Linked DNA regions of Zea mays: region 1 is linked to region 2. A link is a contact called in public Hi-C data. All regions are on one chromosome and are shown on one strand. The core of a region is the stretch at or near the end of the contact, and the rest is flanking DNA. Distances in the headings are between cores, read along the strand shown.

Region 1 (5,240 bases), core at 1,484-3,983, 180 kb after region 2:
AAGAAGTGGACCAAGATGTCCATCTTGAACACAGCTGGGAGTGGCAAATTCAGTAGCGATCGCACCATCGCCCAGTATGCCAAGGAGATATGGGACATCAAGGCTAGCCCTGTCGTGTGAACGAGGGGGTTGCGATTCAACACCAAACGTAGTTTCTTGGGGTGCTATAATAGTAAGGAAGAATAATGACCCACGGTGCTTGACGCCCACTTGCGTTGTAGGCATGGAACGGGGGCACCTAGCTTGTTCTACAGCGCTGTCTATTTTGAATTGGTGCGACTTTGTTGCTCTTTTTTCCTCCCCCTTATATCTTATGAAACAAGATCCTTTTGATCTGTGCTCTGAAATAAAATAATTCAGTTATGATATTCGTCGCCATAATGTGCTTGAGAAATGGATGTCCCTTCCTCCAAGGTCAGCAGTGCCCAAACTCCACAAGACTGTTTGATCTAAGCATATTGATATCAGATTCCATATGATCAGGGAGTATGAGAATTCAGGGAAAATCAGTGAGGAATACATTAGAACAGAAGGACAGCTTGGTGATGTTCTTACTAAGCCAGTAAGCCTTTGAGCAAGAACAAGTTCAGTGACTCTTCAGTGAAGCATGCCAAGAATTAGGAGTATTGTCGAGTAATACTTGTTATGCTGTCAGTGTGCCTTGTAATTTATTCTTTGCATTTGTGTACTTATTTAGTGTATTAGGAGTTGTCGTTCAGTTAGCAACCCAGGTCTCAGGATCGTGTGCAGTCTACTAAGTTTGGTCAGAGTTGCTGGGCTGAGGAAGGACAGAGAAAATGGCCTGGTAAGATAGCTTCAGCTAAACTTCACTGTTGAACTTTTCGGTGCCATATCGTTATGCGCCGGCGCTTAAGGAAGAGATGGTACTTAAGGAAGAGATCGAGAGGCAGCTTCAGGAAACGCTTTCTAATGGCATTATTCAACCCAGTGCCAGTCCGTTTTCTTCGTCCGTGCTTTTGGTCAAGAAGAAAGACGGCTCATGGCGGTTCTATGTGGATTACCATCACCTCACTGCCATCACTGTCAAAGGCAAATATCCGGTACCAGTTATTGACGAGGTGCGCGGCGCTGGTGGCGGAACTGCGCGCGCGGGTGGCCTTACCGGAGTGAGTACGACTACGTGGATCTTTGGTTGGAGTATCTACGCCAAGTCAAATAACCCTCCAATTAGAGATTCTGTCCATGCCCAATACATTAGACTTGAGTCAATCCTGTTCGAGTCGGAACATAGTACAAACACGAGAGTAACCAGGTTATGCCTCAGCCGGCTTTATATTCAACTCTGCCTGTACATCTATAAAATCATCGACAGCAGCAATAGTAAGAACATTAGATTCAACAGGTTGCAGTCTCGCGCAGCTAATCGCATCGCAGGTTCTCTGTCGTCTACTCGCCTTCTCGTCGAGTCGAAACATGGGCAAACTCAGCCTGCTCTCCTGCTTCTGCTCCGCCGCGAAGGAAGATAAGGCGGCCAAGAAGAACGAACCGAAACCACGGCCATCACCTGCTCACCAGACACAAACGGCGACGACGTCAGCAGCGGCAGGGAAGAAGCCACCGCGGCAAGACGTTCCCCTGCCCGGCAAGCCACAAACGGACACGACGCCAGATTTTTTTTCGGTTAGATTCATATTTCCATTGCACATAGTTTGATTTTTCTTTTTTATTACAAGTACATACGTCACCTAGTAGATGTAGGGGATGAACGCCTTGCGCGACGCCGGGTACTCGCCGCGGAACTTCTGCACGTACCAGCGGCGGTGGTCCCTGGCCCTCGGCCCGAGGTTGGCGCAGGTGTAGAGGAAGAACGCCCAGGCCGCGGGCGTCCACGCCACCACGGCGAAGCCCAGCCACTCCACCGTCTCGCCGAAGTAATTGGGGCTGGTGACGAGGTCGAACCACCCGCCCCTCGGGATCTTGTACCCGCCTCCGGCCTCCTTGAGCCGCAGCAGCTCCTTGTCCGCCGCGATGTTCGTCCGCATTCCCCACGCGAAGAGGGCCAGCCCAGCGAGGCAGCGGAAGGGGGACGCCTGGCGGCCGGCGTGGAGGGCGAAGGAGCGGGCCTGTAGGTAGGCGTTGAGGATATTGAATCCCAAGGCGCAGGCGGCGATGAGGAGCGGCACGGGGGCCGGGGCGCGGCGCAGGCGGGCGAGGCGGAGCGGGTGGACCAGCGTGCGGTGGACGTAGTGGAACGCGTAGAGCGCGGCGGGGAGTGCGGCGAGTGGGCCGGAGAGCGGCGGCGGCGGCCAGCGGAGGAGGACGAGCGGTGGGAGCCAGAGGGTGGGGCTCTCCATGAGGAACCACGCGAGTGGGGCCGGTAGGACGGGGCCCCAGCCCGGCCGGGATAGCTTGCCGTACGGCGCGGAGATGAAGCGGAGCGCCAGAACAGTGAGCGGGCTGATGAGGTACAGCGCCAGCAGGCAACGGTCGAACGCCGCGCCGCCCGCGGCCGCAGCCGACGTCTGGTCGGGCATCTTCAGTTGGTTCCAAGGAGGTTTCTGGGGTTTGGGGATGACCGGATGAGTGCTGAGGGCTGACGACCGGGGGAGTAGGGTGTGCGATGGGGACGAACCGACGAGGACGGCGACAACCACGGTCCACGGATAGCGATCTCGCTCGGGCGTTAATCGCGAGGGGGGTTCCCGGCCGTCGGCACCGCCGATCCGCGTTTGGACCACGACGTCTGGATTGCACAAAAGGAGGCCTGAGGCCCAAAACGGGACACTGGAGTGGAGCCTGACTTAACAGCAGCGAGGAACGCTGCCTGAGGCTATCCGCAACAGTTACCCCTAAATTTTTCCCCCTATATCACTTTTCCCCCCTATTTTTTCTTCTCCCGCAGCGGTTCCCCCTAAATACTCCCCTATACCCCACTACCACTATAAAATATCATTTTCTATATCAACTATCAATTTTTTATCTACTAACAATTACTCGTGGACCCACAGCACAGTGTTTAGGGTGATGAACAGTGACACGCTAGATCTGGAGGGAGAGAGAAGGGGACCGACACGTAAGGGGCGCTGTAGGGGGCACCGCTGCGGCAATAGGGTGCCCCCTACGCGCCGCATGCAAGGGGAGGGGGCAGGGGATGGGGCAGCGTTGCGGTCAGTCTGAAGCGCTATCAGGATGAAGTCGACTATACAGTACAAATGTTGCTCACCAGTCACCAACCACTCTAAAATAGGGGCATGCGGCAAAAACTCCATTTGCAGAGTAACTTTCCCTTTATTCTATGCACAAGTACTATGCGGCAATCTGAAAGAACCTGGTGATGACGTGTAGTTGGGTGAGGAACGAAAAAAATGATATAATATAGGATACTGTAGTTGGTATAGGATTAAGGTATGGGGTAAATATGAATACGGAGGATTATAATACAGCGTAAATAATTTTGCTGACAAGTATAGAATGTTTTTTAATATAAATTTAGAGTTATATGAGTAAACAGTATAATTTAGAGTCCAAATCTTTTATTTTACACTATCAGTAAAAACAACTTAATAATGGATCTTTGAATAATAAAATAGAGTTTAACTCAAGCTGTGTATGTCCATTTTGTCACGATAGGGGTGGGCAGACGGTTACCAGAAAATTTTAGGTCGAGTTTAGATAATTCAGATATGAGAAATTGCTAGCTAATTGTAGTTCGGGAAAAATATGACCCAAAATGTTGTGTATATGATGATAATTTAGATTCAGGCGGTACTGGATACATCCAAAATTAATAAAACCATTATGTTTTAAAAATGCAGTAGCATTTTAAAGCAATAAACACTAGTCTTTTTCAAATCACTTCACATCTACATATAAATTAGCAACAAACCAATTATCGAAGAAGCATATATCTGCATTGAGATGTACAAAACAGTAGATTTACATTATTGAACCAAACCACTTCATATTAGGTTGTCTTCAGTGGATCATAAAAAATAGGAGTTTTACATTGTAGATAAACTATTTGCATAGTGAAATTTAAAATATAGGATGTGCTAGGAGATGAGATAGTAGAGCTACTGGAGATAGCCAGAACAACAAAGATTTAAGATATTTCGGATATTTTAGATAGTTAGGGTACTGGAGATCATTACTCAAACTACCAAAATTAATTCAGTAGTTACGGTGCTTTGGGTTTATTTGTGTACTTTCAAGTCCCTGTTTTGAGAATTATGTATCAAATATTTTGTCAACTCTACATGATACGAACTAGGAGTTGGGAACGTCGCCACAGCACCAGCTGAGCACCCTCCAACGCTTGTGCAGGGTTGTCCAGGTGAAAGTCGCCTAGAGGGGGTGAATAGGCGGAATCTGAAATTTACAAACTTTAAGCACAACTACAAGCCGGGGTTAGCGTTAGAAATAAAACGAGTCCGAGAGAGAGGACAAAAAACAAATCAAAAGTAAATGAAGTGGATGACACGATGATTTGTTTTATCGAGGTTCGGTTCTTGTAAACCTATTCCCCGTTGAGGTGGTCACAAAGATCAGGTCTCTTTCAACCCTTTCCCTCTCTCAAATGGTTACCTAGACCGAGTTAGCTTTTCTCCTTAATCAAACGGGTCACTTAGACCCCTACAAAGACCACCACACAATTGGTGTCTCTTGCTTTGATTACAAGTTGCTTGAGAACAAGAATAGAGGAAGAAGAAAAGCGATCCAAGCGATAAGAACTCAAATGAACACAAATGTCTCTCTCTCACAAGCCACTAAGCCTTTGGAATGAGTTTAGGACTTGGAGAGGATTTGATCTTTTGTTTTGTGTCTTGGAGTGAAGTCTAGAGCTCTTATATTGAATGCAAATTGCTAGAAACTTGGATACCTTGAATGGTGGTGGTTGGGGGTATTTATAGCCCCAACTACCAAAACAGCTGTTGGGGAGGGCTGCTGTCGATGGACGCACCGGACAGTCCGGTGCGCCATCGGACACTGTCCGGTGCGCCAGCCACGTCACCCAACCGTTAGGGTTCCGACGGTTTCGACCGTTGGAGCTCTGACATCTTGGGGCACCGAATAGTCCGGTGCCGCACCGGACAGGGACTGTTCACTGTCCAGTGTGCCTTCTGGCGCTGCTCCGACTCTAAGCGAACTGTTTGTGCACTGTTTACGCCACTGTTCACTTTTGCAGTCGACCGTTGGCGCTGTAGTCGTTGCTTTCGCTTGGCATACTGGACAGTCCGGTGAATTTTAGCGGAGTGGCCTCCAAGAAACCTGAAGCTGAG
Region 2 (5,539 bases), core at 801-3,300:
GACATTGACATAATTTGTGAGCATAAATATAACATGACAAATTGACAATTAATATAGTGTAGAGTAGGCCATGTTTAAAACCTCTAGAGCTATTAGTTAGCTGATAAAATTAGTTATACAGGTTTTAAACATCCTCACTAAAACCCTAACTAATTGTTAGTTAACTCACAACTAATAATTAATTAATTAATTAGCTTACTCAACGTGACTAATAATTTATTATCTAGCTAACTATTAGCTCTATGGTTCTAAACATAGCCATACTCTAGTGTACGTGTGCGTGACGCTTTAAAAGATAATATGATGTAACCTACTAATTTGTTCAAACAATGTACGTGGACGTATTAGCTACCTGAATAAAATATCGACAAAAATAGCTTGTATGTTTTTTTTTTCAAATGCAACGTAAATAAAAGCAAACGAGACATATGCACATTACACTTTGAATGCAAATACAATAAACTCGACATGATATGTGTTATTATTGTAACGTGGCAACATATATTAGAAAAAAGAAACATACACATACAATATGTTTTTACAGTAATGCCTGACATAAAAGTAATGCGAGCTGAAAAAAATGTGACGTGTTACATTACATGTCGTTTCAAAGTAGTAGTAATGTGACATAGTAAAACTTGAGTATTTGTACAATAATTGAATTAGGTTTTGTTTGGAAGCAACCTAGTTTTTAAGAATTTAGTTTCTATCTACAATTTCTACAAATTAATTTCTAAAAAATTGGTTGATGGTGTTTAGAACCATCTCAAAAACTGGAAATCCAGTTCCTATAAACTAGGGCATGAACTATTATATTTGGAACCACTTTAGTTTTCATAAACTAGTTTATGAAAAACTGGGTACTTCGAAACATGCCCTTACTCCCTATCCTAGTGTATTGCAGATAAATGGAAATGATTCATTGTTATTGGGTGCATGACATGTACCTAATATCTAGGGGTTGAATGGGATTTTTCTCTTTTCTTTGTTACTTTAGAGATTAGAGAAGAAATGGCAGTACCTTCGACTGGGCCACCCATGTCCTGGAGCTCGGGGACTTCCTCGGAGCACGCATACTTACACACATGTGAGTACTCCAAAGCCTGCAGGCACAGAGCAGGCACGAGCCAATTGAAAAGGACCGTTGTGTTGTGTGTGTGTGAGAGAGAGACGTACGGTACGGTGCGAGACCACACCTCAAAGAGGAGCTTGTTAGCGAGCATGTCGACGGCCAGCTGCTCGTCGCCGAAGGAATTGACACAGGCCGTGCCGCCGCAGGACGCCGTCCGGACCTTGAACGCGATCGTCCTCATGGCCTCCCCCATGCAGATGAGCAGCCTGATGAGGTTCTTGTCCGGCGTCGCCTTGGTCAGGAACTCCTCCTGCCACACCACACCACAACCCGGAGCCGGCACGCGGCAGCGGCGTCAGCTTCGTTCTTCGACGACGGCCGATGTTATGTACGCGTACGCACCAGGCTGTCTCCGATCTCGCACCGGGCACTGAGGGCCGCGCGGCTGGCCGCCTTGGACTGCCTCCTCGCCGAGAGCGGCCGCGCTGTGTTCACCCGCACCGACTCGCCGTAGAACGTGGTCGGCGGCCTGGACGCCTGCCGCACGTGTGGCGCCAGTCATCAACATCATCAGCAAACTTAAGGCTTCTGCACGTGTGCGCGACGAGCTGCTGCTACTTTCCGCTTACGTACAGTAGTCACGAGATATGAAGGTGCCGTACGTACCTTGGGCCTGTACGACTGGGAGAAGGACACGGCGGCGCAGCAAGCCGGGGAGCGCGTGGCGACGATCTCCATTGCTTTCAGGTGTGCGGTGGCCCGGGCGCTCGACGACGGCAGCAGGGCCTAAACCTGATGCTGTTAAATTGTCCGCGTGCGCTACCGTTTGGTGGTCGGCTGGTGCTTGCAACTAGCAAGCTAGCACGGCGCGGGGATGAATGGATCACACGGAGGATATGATGCACGTCTGGACAAGATAACCCGGCCGCCGCGATGGCGCCATTTGGAGCTGGAGAAGATAGAACGGGGGGGCCGCGCTGCGGTGCACGACGACCGTTCGTGGTTTGTGTGGCCATGCCGAGACGAGCCACGGATCGGACGGGCCTACGCACTGCAGCTCCAGCGCCCCCAAGCTAGCGACCAGAAGCAGGCCCGTTTATTTCCCCTTGGGTCTGGGAGGTTTGCTTCTGGTATTTTGTTGTCGTATATATACGACGGCATGGATCGTTTTCTGAAATTGTTCAGTGTGATGTTTAAGTCAGTTGTTTCATCATACCATCGTATATACGACAATTAAGCATCCCATCGTATATACGACAATTAAACACCCCATGGTATATACGACGACTTCTGAAATTATTAACAACATCAGATACGTAGAGTGGCAAGGCCTTTTCTCACTGGATACGCCTAGTTGTGCAATTTTTTTTTTCAATTTTAACCATATTGGAGAGCTTCAAATATACTTTACAATGCTATGTTTCTGGCCGATCAAGATACTCAAGAGAAAAATATAAATTAAACGATAAACTTTTTCGCAATAATTAAATTCTATCAAATAGCTCACTTGCCACATTGTGCCCAATAATATTTTCTACCATTCACATATAAGCTTAGCACCTTAAGTTCTAACCTTATTCTAACTTGACAATTCTAGTAATCTAAATATAAGAAGTTAATTATACAATAGTAAATATTCAAAGTAAATGAAGTGTTAGGAACACGACGATGTTTTTCTGAGGTATCAGAAAGTCGACGCTTTCCACTAGTCTTTTTTGGAGCAACCGCGCAAGGGTGTGGCTCCTCTTGATCAGCGCAAGGATCAAGCACTCCCTGCATGTTGATTCTTCATCACTCTAGGATGGTGAATCACCCACAATAGTTTACACCATAAATTGCACCCACGATCTCCACCTATCGTTCATGTCGGTACTCTGAAACAGGGGTACCCCTTACTACAGCATGAAGATACGGTGCCCACGCGGCTATCTCTAGTTGCGTGATGAACAACACCCGACCCGACCACGCGGATGGCTCCGGAGTCGCCACGTGGCCAGAAAAGACGATATGCTCCAAGGCATCAGCAGTGGGTTCGAACCCCCATGGGAAAGTACCAGACCCCTGTGCGTACGGACCGGACCTCCGGGTAAGGTCCAGAACCTCCACAGGCGTGCCCGGACCCCTGGGACGGGTCCCGGACCCTCCTGTGCAGGGTCTGGGCCACTCACAACAGGGTCCCGAGGTTCGTGGACAAAGAGTACCCGGACCTTAATCAAGGCCAGACGGAGGTCCGGAGCCGACACGTGTCCGAACAATACCGCATACGCCTCTGCTCCCCGCTCAGGCGGAGACCCGATGTTGCCATGTGGTCTACTGCGCGTGACGTAAGCCAGCGGGCGGAGCCTGACGTAAGGCCACTAGGCCGCGCGGCCTCTGCATTTAATGCGGATAAGGCGCGTCGCCTGTCCATTCCACTGGCAGGCGATGTGCCGCCTCAGCATTAAATGAGCCCTGTCCACTCCACTGGCAGGCGATGTGCCGCCTCAGCATTTAATGTGCCCTATCCACTCTGCTGACGGGCGGCGACCAGGCCATCCTGCAGGCGGCGTGCCTGTCCATTCTGATGGCAGGCAGTACGCCCGTGCTACGGCATACACTGTGCTCATCATGGCTCGCGCGTTACCGAGGAAGCAACCGCGAGATATTAATACTATATGGACTATGGACATTATGGCGCTCGGAGATCTTCTGGGTGACACTGGCATTGGATACTTCTATATATATTTCCTCCGTTTTGCCCCTGGGCCCACATGTCGGGGCTCAGCACCCTTGTACGTGTCCCCTTGAGCTATAAAAGGGAGGGCACACGACGTTACAAGGGAGACCCAACTTAGGCTCACACACTCACTCAAACTCACAAGTTCATACAACCTCTCAAGCTCAATACATCACACAATGGAGTAGGGTATTACGCTCCGGCGGCTTGAACCACTCTAAATCCTTGTGTGTTCTTTTGTTCTTCCCGGTTCCATCTAGCAGGCAAAACGCTTAGGCCCCTCCTCATCTTAGGATTTAGGGCGGGTGCGTTCCGCCACCCGGCCGGAGAATTCCCTCTCCAACATTTGGCGCGCCAGGTAGGGGCTTAGGCTTTAGGTTTTTGCTTGTTTTCCTGCTCGACGCCTTGGTTTACATCGTCGAGCACCATGATTTCATGCCCGAGGACTTCATGGTGGAGGAGGCGGCAACCTCTTCCACACCGCGGGCCACCAACCTCCCTGCACCTGGTGCAGCTTGAGAGCACCTAGAGGGGGGGGGTGAATAGGTGATCCTGTGAAACTTGAAAACTTAAGCCACAAAACTTGGTTAATCGTTAGCACAATAATTGCCAAGTGGCTAGATAGGAATCCTCAACAAAACACAATAACCAATAAGGATCAATCACAAAGATGGCACGGTGGTTATCCCGTGGTTCGGCCAAGACCAACGCTTGCCTACTCCACGTTGTGGCGTCCCAACGGACGAGGGTTGCAATCAACCCCTCTCAAGCGGTCCAAAGACCCACTTGAATACCACGGTGTTTTGCTTGCTTTTTCTCAATCCCGTTTGCGAGGAATCTCCACAACTTGGAGCCTCTCGCCCTTACACTTGAAATTCACAAAGAACACGGAGCAAGGGAGGGATTAGCAACACACACAAGACACAAGAACCAGAGTGTCAACACGCACACAAGTCGCAACAAGAGCTCGCAACACAACTCAATGAGTTCACAACTCCACTAGAGCTCTATATGCTATCACAATGAAAAGAATGCGCGAAATCGATGTCTTGGTGCTTAGGAATGTTGTAGGAATGCTTGGTGTCCTCCTCCATGCGCCTAGGGGTCCCTTTTATAGCCCCAAGGCAGCTAGGAGCCGTTGAGAGCAATCTGGGAAGGCTGATCTTGCCTTCTGTCGACTGGCGCACCGGACAGTCCGGTGCACACCGGACACTGTCCGGTGCCCGATTTCCTTCCAAAAATGGCGCAGTCGACCGTTGACAGCCTGAGAGCCGTTGGCGCACCGGACATGTCCGGTGCACACCGGACAGTCCGGTGCCCTCTTCTAGCCGTTGGCTCGGCCACGTGTCCCGTGCAGATCGCGCGGCCGACCGTTGGCCCGGCCGACCGTTGGCTCACCGGACAGTCCGGTGCACACCGGACAGTCCGGTGAATTATAGCCGTACGTCGCCGATGAATTCCCGAGAGCGGTCACTTCGCTCGAGCCATCCTGGCGCACCGGACACTGTCCGGTGCACCACCGGACAGTCCGGTGCTCCCAGACCCAGCAGAGTCTTGGCTGCTCGAGCCAAGACATTTACAATTGGATTTTTCCTGTTTCAAGCACTTAGACACAATACATTAGTCCATAAAACAATGTACTAGGTCTGAGAAACATACCTTTATCCTTGATTTGTACTTTGTCCACCTTTTACACTTAGGCACTTGTGTTGGACACTAAATCACCAAAATACTTAGAAATGGCCCAAGGG

The links. Hi-C and Micro-C count contacts between places; a contact is called where the count stands out from the background.
Region 1: a contact with region 2 is called in a Hi-C map of bundle sheath, with 2.3 times the contacts expected there. The contact joins the promoter of LOC100283443 here to the promoter of shbp1 in region 2. A contact is called at or near these places in 3 of 25 Hi-C or Micro-C datasets (bundle sheath, endosperm and leaf).

What each region holds. Positions count from the first base shown.
Region 1 is chr3:184,027,161-184,032,400 of Zm-B73-REFERENCE-NAM-5.0, forward strand. LOC100283443 (steroid reductase DET2) reads right to left here and starts at 2,734. Exons shown (of 2, transcript NM_001412537.1): 1 at 1,702-2,734; 2 at 1,205-1,596. The coding sequence starts at 2,495. The coding sequence ends at 1,707. LOC100285259 reads left to right here. Exons shown (of 15, transcript NM_001158153.2): 15 at 1-390. The coding sequence ends at 120.
Region 2 is chr3:183,848,230-183,853,768 of Zm-B73-REFERENCE-NAM-5.0, forward strand. shbp1 (sedoheptulose bisphosphatase 1) reads right to left here and starts at 2,051. Exons shown (of 7, transcript NM_001154930.2): 1 at 1,739-2,051; 2 at 1,475-1,609; 3 at 1,197-1,382; 4 at 1,022-1,103. The coding sequence starts at 1,810.